Regions from separate parts of the Macaca mulatta genome. Here region 1 is linked to region 2. A link is a contact called in public Hi-C data. All regions are on one chromosome and are shown on one strand. Each heading gives the region's core, a stretch centred on a gene start, on an enhancer-like site or on the middle of the called end of the contact. The rest is flanking DNA. Distances are from core to core; before and after follow the strand shown.

Region 1 (4,562 bases), core at 1,480-3,979, 100 kb after region 2:
GGCTTTACAAAAGTATCGAGATGGAAAGAGTATCCCTGATTATCTGGGGGGTCCTTAATATAAGTGTCCTCATAAGAGAGGCAGAGGGAGATGTGACTACAGATGAGAAAGTGATATGATGATAGAGTGATGTGCTGTGTGGAAAAAGAGACACAAGCCAAGGAAGACAGGCAGCCACTACAAGCTGAAAAAGGTAAGGAAATGGATCTTCCTCTCAGAGCCTCCAGAAGGAATTGGGCCTGCAACACTTTGACTTTAGCCCAGTGAAACTGATTTCATACTTCTTTTTTTTTTTTTTGAGACTGAGTCTGGCTCTGTCGCCCAGGCTGGAGTGCGGTGGCCGGATCTCAGCTCACTGCAAGCTCCGCCTCCCGGATTCACGCCATTCTCCTGCCTCAGCCTCCCGAGTAGCTGGGACCACAGGCGCCCGCCACTTCGCCCGGCTAGTTTTTTGTATTTTTTAGTAGAGACGGAGTTTCACCGTGTTAGCCAGGATGGTCTCGATCTCCTGACCTCGTGATCCGCCCGTCTCGGCCTCCCAAAGTGCTGGGATTACAGGCTTGAGCCACCGCGCCCGGCCCTGATTTCATACTTCTGACCTCCAGAACTAAAAGAGAATAAATGAGGCTGGGCATGGTGGCTCATACCAGTAATGCCAGAACTTTGGGAAGCCAAGGTGGGAGGACTGCTTGAGCCCAGGAGTTTGAGACCAGCCTAAGCAGCATAGTGAGACCTCATCTCTACAAAAAAAAAAAAAAAAAAAGGAAGAGGTGACTCTCTTGAGTACATCTGCATTCCCCTTTCTTGTGTACTTTTCACCAAAGGGAAAAAAAAAAGAAACAAAGGCAGAAAGAATAAATGTGTGTCATTTGAAGTCACTAAATTTGTTGTAATTTGTGACAGTAGCTATATGAACTAAATACAGCCTTCTGACAGTTTAGCAATATCTGTACATAATCTGCCCTAAAATACTGAACAGAATTAACATAAAGACCATTCCAGTTCAGATTTATCAAAATTCTCCTGTATTTTCTACCGAGTAAATGAAAAGATCTTAAATACACAGAAATCACTGAAAATGTAGTTCTTTAAAACACATAGGGGAAAAGCAAAAAAGCAGTAGTATCTTCAGTCGTATTTGTAGTTCATAGTGTCAGTCGCAGAAAAAGTAGTCATGACTTCAGTACAAAAACACAACTCAAAAACTTCATGGGTTTGGCACAGTGGCTCGTGTGTAATCCCTGCCACTTGGGAGGCTGAGGCAGGAGGATCACTTGAGCCCACAAGTTCGAGGCTGCAGTGAGCTAAGACTGCGCCACCGCAGTCCCGTCTGGAGAAACACCCTGCATGGATCATAATACAAAGTGAGAGAAAAGAACCCACAAAGTACTTACATGGGCTTGATTTTACTTTTGCTTTACAATAGCTACAGCAATCTAAGGTAAGAATACAAACCAGATACGTAACATAGCTGCATTTACAGGGAATACTTTCCTGAATACTCAGCAAAAAGATAAGCGGTCCATAAATGTTTCAGAGGATTTCTCACTTAAACCGTACTTGACTGCAAGTTACTACTGTTTTACTCGGCCATAGCTTTTAGTGACTTTTTAAACAATTTCAAAAAGTAAAGTCACTATTGTTTTACTCGGCCAGGCTTTTATTGACTTTTTAAGTAATTTCAAATTACTAAAGAAAACGGCCGGGCACGGTGGCTCACGCCTATAATCCCGGCACTTTGGGAGACAAAGGCGGGTGAATCTCCTGAGGTCAGGAGCCTGACCAGAATGGTGAAACCCCGACTCTACTAAAAACACAAAAATTAGCCGGTCGTGGTGCCAAAAGCCTATAAACTCGGCTACTCGGGATGCTGAGGCTGGAGAATCGCTTGAACCCGGGAGGCGGAGGTTGCAGTGAGCCGAGATCGCCCCACTGCACTCCCGCCTGCGCGACAGAGTGAAACTCCATCACGAAAAAGAAAAGAAAAGAGAGAAAAACAGGAGCAACATTTTACAAGTTATACCATCTTTTAATTTTACATCCATGGAAGCTGAAGGCTGCATTTTGGCAGAGACAAGCTAAAGAAAACACAAGAATGAGTAACGTCTAACACTGCTTCTTCCCGTGAAAATGAGAACACTCACAGTACCTACCTCTTTAGATAGCCATGTGGTTTAAACAATATAATAAACCAGTTGCTGGTATCCTACCAAATCCCATACTATGGGACGTCTCTTCCCAAGAGAAAATCTGCTTTCTGGCCTACGAAAGGATTATACTAAACTCAGAAGGTGGTGGAGAGAGTATCCGCGGAGAGTGAAGAGCAGGAGGAAACACGTCTTTCCCTGAAAATGAACAAGGGCGTTTGGCTTTTACTGAAAAATGCCCCAGAGGAAGTGCTGGGAACCGCAACGGCAACAGCAGCCTCACCCGCAGAAGGTTCTTTGGCCAGGGCCAGCAGGTTTGACCCGGTGACTCCCACTGCGAGGCGAGACCTCCAACACGTGCACATTCCGACCAGACCTCCCACGTCCCTCCTAGCTCCTGCGATAGATGTCCAGCGACTTTAGCTTTCTAGACTCAACCACGGCATCGCCGCTCGTCGAGAGGGCTGCCCATCCCGGGGACCCAGCCCAGCCTGGCCCAGCAAAATGTACCTCAGGTGCCAGCCCTCAACCTGTACCGGAGAAAACGCAGGCTGCGCGGCGGCTTAGAGCGGTCCACTGGAACCCCGCCTCGACCTCTCTGATTGGGTAATGCGCACAAGAAAATCAAGAGGATTGGTCGGCTGCAGAGAGGCGGGCCGTAACGCGACGCGAAAGCTGTGGGGCATAGAGGCCCGGGGAATTCTTGCTAGCTTCCGATTGGATGAGAGCAGAACAGCTGCCCCTTCGTAGACCCAGCGTACGTACAACTCTCACACCACCACGCCATACATTTCGTTAGCGGAAGTGTAATGGCCCCATTGGTGGGATGCGTGGCCAATAAAGGGCAAGAATAAGGCGGTTTCCGCCTTTCCCCTGGTCGACTACATTTATCCGCTGGTACTGATGTACGTCAGTTTTAGCATTTAGACGTTCGAGTTTCCACCGAGCTAGAGTTGGGTAGAGAGTTATTAATGTCACTAGGAGACTAATGCGGGGAGAAATAATTTAGTAGTTAGACTTAGGCCCTGAAACTGCCACTCATGTTCAGAAAGTCTACGTAATGTTAGACTACCTTAGTGTTCGCACGCCAAGAAACCAGCCCTTCTGGCCGGGCTGAATGTGGTTTAGGAATTTTCTGGCTCTCATTGGGTGAAAAAGCTATCAGTTTGAAGGTAGCTCCGCCTCGACTCTAGGGAACTCTGGGATTTGTAGTCCGGAACTTTCGCGTCCTGTCGCTTTAAATGTGGTTGTTACTAGAGTTCTTCCATATTGTTAATAACACCCGTTGACATTTGTTGTGGTTTTGTTGTGTTCCGTTGGACTTTTTATCCTTTGGTTTATCAGCAGCATTAAAGACAACATTTAAGAAGTGTGTAAACACTGCATGTATGTTCGTAAACAATAAATGTTAGTGTTTCCAACAATTTACTGCTATGCCTGGCTCTATGCTGTATGTTCCTGATTACTAAGTAGATACTAAAATTATTTATTTCTAAAACTTTTGCTGTTACAACAAAACAGTCAGATTTTCATATTAGTGTCCATTTACGATTATTTGAACCCTACATTTAGGGATTATGTGTACTGCGATGGCATGGGTAGCAGCTGCTTACACGAGTCAAGTGTTGATATGACATGAAGCAGAACTGGCTGCTGTCTTCACAGGAAAATAGGGCTATGCTTAAAATGACCACCATCAGGAGGAATACACATTGTATGTTATTAAAGATTGTATTATAATGTCTATTTTCAGCCTTTATTAAAACAGTTTAGGGCAGGCTTTTTCTGACTCTATAGAATCCTGAACTCTTCTGTGAGCTAATTTAGCAGTATTTCATGTTTGTGTCTAGCAAAAGTAAAACCATTAATAAATACAAAAAACTTCCTGAGTAGACTTTTCGCTTTCGAAAAGTTTTAGTATTTTTTTCCTACTTTACATGTAACACAAACTTAAAGTAGAGACGGGGTTTCACCGTGTTAGCCAGGATGGTCTCGAACTCCTGAGCTTGTGATTCACCTGCCTCGGCCTCCCAAAGTGTTGGGATTACAGGCGTGAGCCACTGCGCCCGGCCGTATTTTTTGTGTAGACAGAGATTTGCTATGTTGCCCAGGCTGGTCTCGAACTCCTGAGTTCGAACGAGGCTCCTGCCTCGGCTTCCCAAAGTGCTGGGATTACAAGCTCATGCTCCTTTTTATTCCCAATAAATGAAGAGCAAAATTGGGTGTAAATCATCGATATATTTAATATGCATATTAAATATATATTAAAATATATAACATTAAATATATTAAATGTATTATATATTAAATTTATAATATAAATCATATTTATAATTTATATTATAATATAAATTATATAAATATACAATATAATATAAATTATATTATAATTTATAACAAGTTTATAATATAATA
Region 2 (4,378 bases), core at 522-3,021:
AAAACCCTTAGTGTACTTCAAGAATCTATACCAATGTATCAGAGCAAGGTGAAATTTACTACTACTGAAACTATCTAGGCATAACTTTTAATGGGATGTGCTATGTAAGCTGTGATAAACTATACCACACTGCAAATGAGGACAGGCTACATTACTTTAAACAAAACACATAAAAGGTATAATTAAAATATTTCAAAGAAGTCTTCTTTTTGAATAAAGCCACCTTACGTTATTAAAGCTTAATAAAAACTATGAGGAAATCAAGCACCAAAGTTGAACTAAAAACATAAATTCACAGCCTACTGAAACAACCAAGTTGAGTTCCCTTGAGGTTTAGACCTTGAAGTTTAGTTCATCATCAAATACCAATTTTCATTCCATCAAACTTATGGAACCGAACCGCACTTTTGCATTGTTTAACCCTCTTGAGTTATTAAAATGAAGGCTATTTCCTTAAAGTAACAAGCGTTAAGCTTAATTTCATTCACCAATTTAAACAGATGCCATCATTTCCATGGCACTGAGGTTCCATGCAAGACTAACGGCAGACTCGGATAGAAATAATGCATATGGGGGAAATGCTGAAATGCAATTACTCACCTGTCATTCCAATACACAAGACAAGTGGTTTTTAACTTCTAAATAAAAGAGTAAGGGAATTTCTTCCTGAACACGTGAGAACAAAAAGTTACCTGGATTACGTGGATTTTGACAATGAAAAAATAACCAAAAATATTTAAAAACACATACACACATATGATGTTGACGTTTGGAATTTGGAAGTCTTCTTTGGTTTTCTTAAAAAAAAAAAGTTTTTAAAAATCCACCTAATTTAGCCTTAATATAATGTGATGGATACAAAACAGAATCACAAACTATGAATGACTACAGATGTTAAGATCACTTTAAAATATCAAAATGACTGCATCAGCCAAAAGCTCCACATCTTATTTGTACGTTGTAAATTTAGGGGCCGATTTTCCAATCGGGTATGTGAATTATTTAGACTTCATTCTAACTCTTAACACTACAAAATTTCAGTAAATCCTCTTCCTCCATCGTTCTTTTTGTCTCTTTTTATCTCTCATCTCTCATCCCTACAGATGATATATAGGTAGCTTTTTAAAAAATCATTTACCCCTTATGCCCGAGGCCCAGAATAAGTATCAGGGATCGCAACCCTGAAGCATTGCAAAACTGAACGTAAGGTAACAGCGGGTCCGTGCAAAGCCCAGGGAAACAGGTTTCGCTCTGGGCCAGGGCGCCCGAAGCTTTATCATCCTCTAATCATCAGGCACAGGGCATTTCCACGGCTCAGGATAATCCAAAGGTGGTAAGGGGAAGTAGGGAAAGACAAGGAAGGGGTTTGTCTGTGGGGATGCTTATATACACCCTTTGCTCCTAACCCACACCCCAAGCCCTGGAGAAGATAAGCTGCTAGAGAATCCTCCTCATAAAGGGGAGCAAGAAAACGCCTCCAATCCCAGAAGGTGGAGAAAAAGGGGGGAGGGGGCAGAGTGAATGTGAGGCATCATCAGAAGCATTTGTAGGTAAATCAGACAAGTGGGACGGGCGCTCCCGCTCCTGCACCCCACCTCACCGCACCCCTCGCCTGCCCGGCCAGGCCTTCCCAAGGCCGGTGCCCCATAGGTCCCCCAGGAGGACCGGGAGGAAGAAGAGAAGCGGGCGAGCCGCGGTGCTGGAGGAACGAAGTTACCTTGAAGCTTCTGGGGAAGAATCCGAAGATGATCTGTGGCTTGGAGGGGCGGGAGACGGGCGAGGGGGCCGCAGCGGGGGCGGGCGGCGGGACCGGGACGTGCAGGGGGAGGTCCGGGCAGCTGCAGGGAGCCCGGGGCGACGGCTGTCCGGTGCAGGGTCCCTCCGGTTCCGCGGCGGCGGAGCCTCTAGGCCTCACGGCCGGACCCGAACCTCAGCGTTCCGGTGGCGGCGGCGGCCTCACGATCCTCCCCCGCGGGCCCGTCCCATCAAATCGGCACCGACCCCGTTGCGGCTCCGCCGGTGGCTCCTCGCTCACATTCCTGGCGGGCGGCGCCTCAGCTCGTTGCCCCGGACCCGGCGGCGGCGGCGACGACGTGGGGAGGGGGGGAAGGGAGGGAGGAAGACTGGATCTGCAGCGGCAGCAAGAGAAGGGGACAGGAGAAGGAGGAGGAGCCGCAGGAGCTGGAGCCGCCGCTGCCAGAGCCACCTTTCGCTACCCGCGGTGGGTCCCCGTCAATGCCCCTTTCTCTCTCCTATTGTCAATATCACCGGGCGGCTGAGTCCATGGCACACGCGCAACCGAACCTTCTGGCCAGCAGCGCCCGCCTCCGGCGCCCGCCCACTGGAGACTTCAAACGGGAAGCGAGGCCTCATTGGCCAGTATCCGCCTTCACTCCCCTGACAGCATGTTCGGTTGAGACCTGATCAGGGATTGGCGGCAGGAGGGCGGAGAAACAGGAGAGTGGGAAGAGAGGAGGTCGAGGATTGGGCCGAAGCGTGAGGGACCCGGATGCAGCCGCGATCTCTGGCGGTGCAGCTGCCCCGGCGGTGGGGCAGGCTGAAGTGGGAAGCCGCTGGGCCTGAGAGGAGCTGTTAAATTCCGGGAGGTGTAAGACTAGCAGATCAGCTGGCTGGCTTTCCGTGCTTTGCGGAGCCTTTGGCGGCGGTCATCTTGGACCAGAGGGTTCCAAGGGCATGGGTCGGCTAAGAGTGGGGGAGCCCTGGAGACTTGATCCCGCCCTGCAGCTAGTGTGGCCCCTCAGGGCTTGGGGAGTCCCACTCTGGACGGGACCCTGCGATGCGTAGACAGGAATAAGATCTCCGGCCCGCGCCGGTGCGCCACTGGTTGTGTAAATGGGTCCCTTGAAACCCCCAGCAGTCGCTCTCCGCTGAACCTTCGAATTCTCTCTCACCTCGTCTCCTTTTCCTTAAACGTCTGTTTTGAATATCAGCCCCCTGGAGCGTTGAGGCCAGCGCTGGTTTAGTTAATGCAGGTGGGGAAAACGCTGTCGCCACAGTTTGCAGTCTATTTATCTATTCATTCAGAATATCCGCCTCCCCCCCGCCCCCGTCAGCCGAGTGCTCAGAGCTCGGAAAGACCCAGCTCCAAACTAGGAGTTTCAAGATTTTAATTGGCAAGTTGGACCCGAAAGAGTTAATGGAGAAGACTACTTAAATCTATCTAGAACAAGTGCTGAGATATTTGGAGATGTGTTTTTATGCTTGGTGAATGCAAACGGCCAAATGGTACATTTCCAGATAATATTCCTGGATTAATGTTATTTGAATGCATCCTACATACATTTTTTGAGAGGAAAAAAGAAAAATTATTAATGCTAGCTACAAACGTCAGAGTACCAATTGTTCAAAACTTAGAAAATGGGGAGGGGAGGAACAAAAAAATTTAACATTCATATTTTCTCAACTCAGAGATAACCAACTACAGTATTTGCATACTTCCTTCTAGTAGTTTTTATATTAATAATGTGTGTCGATCTGTAGCCTAGTTTTTTCCCTCAGCATTATATCATCTTTTCGATACGTTTAGGGAATAGAGCTATATATAAATAAAACTATATGTACCATATGTACAAGTGACAACGAAAAATGCATTTGCATTTCTCCTGTTTGTGTTGTTAAACACTAGAGTTTTGAAATTTTCTTTGCACACTCCCAGAAATGGCTCTTGAGTGGAAAAATAATTTTGTGCCATGAAAGATAAAAATATTCCTGCTTTGAACTGAAATGGAAAACGAAAAGATGACTCTTAGATGGAAGCAGGCTCCCCCTACTGACTCCAGATGATTGGCCACTGTATGGCGAGTGCCCACTTTTGCCGTGATAAAGTTCATTACCACTAAGTATGAACTATAGAATACCAGCAGTCTGGTTCCTACCCTCAAGAACCTTAAATTTCCATATCTCAATATCCTGTACAGTCTTCATGAAAGTTCAGTGTCCCACCCAAGGACTTGTTTCTTCTATCTTTGATTGAGGGTAAATGCAGAATTAAAACCAAGGAAGATTTTGAAGCCAATTCAATTTCCCTTGGCAACAGTTGAACTGTTAAAAGCATAGTGCACGTTTGAAATTCTCACAGCTGTTGCTTAGAACATGTCACAGAGTGGGGATTTTGCTTGCAAATTATGGATCTCTATAAAGACAATTCATTTCAAAGTCATTTCACTTTCTATAAAATGGCTGAGCAACTGAAATGAGCAGGTTTTTTAAAATGGAAACATCTTTGCCTATGTGAGAAATTGTTCTCTGGACCAGTAATTTCTCCCATGTATCCCAGGGGTTTGGGTACTCCAAGAATAGTGCAAGACGATCTATTTGGGATGCAGTAAAAGAAAGTATTAGGAAATATATTTACGTT

The links. Hi-C and Micro-C count contacts between places; a contact is called where the count stands out from the background.
Region 1: a contact with region 2 is called in a Hi-C map of fetal cortical plate, with 3 times the contacts expected there. The contact joins the promoter of WDR89 here to the promoter of PPP2R5E in region 2. A contact is called at or near these places in 2 of 14 Hi-C or Micro-C datasets (fetal cortex germinal zone and fetal cortical plate).

The regions. Positions count from the first base shown.
Region 1 is chr7:136,737,311-136,741,872 of T2T-MMU8v2.0, forward strand. It overlaps WDR89 (WD repeat domain 89), which reads right to left and starts at 2,730. Exons shown (of 6, transcript XR_013396312.1): 1 at 2,658-2,730. LOC144330280 (a long non-coding RNA gene) reads left to right here. Exons shown (of 2, transcript XR_013396313.1): 2 at 1,752-2,681.
Region 2 is chr7:136,633,324-136,637,701 of T2T-MMU8v2.0, forward strand. It overlaps PPP2R5E (protein phosphatase 2 regulatory subunit B'epsilon), which reads right to left and starts at 1,772. Exons shown (of 14, transcript NM_001266743.2): 1 at 1,718-1,772. LOC114679579 (a long non-coding RNA gene) reads left to right here and starts at 1,746. Exons shown (of 1, transcript XR_013396306.1): 1 at 1,746-3,326.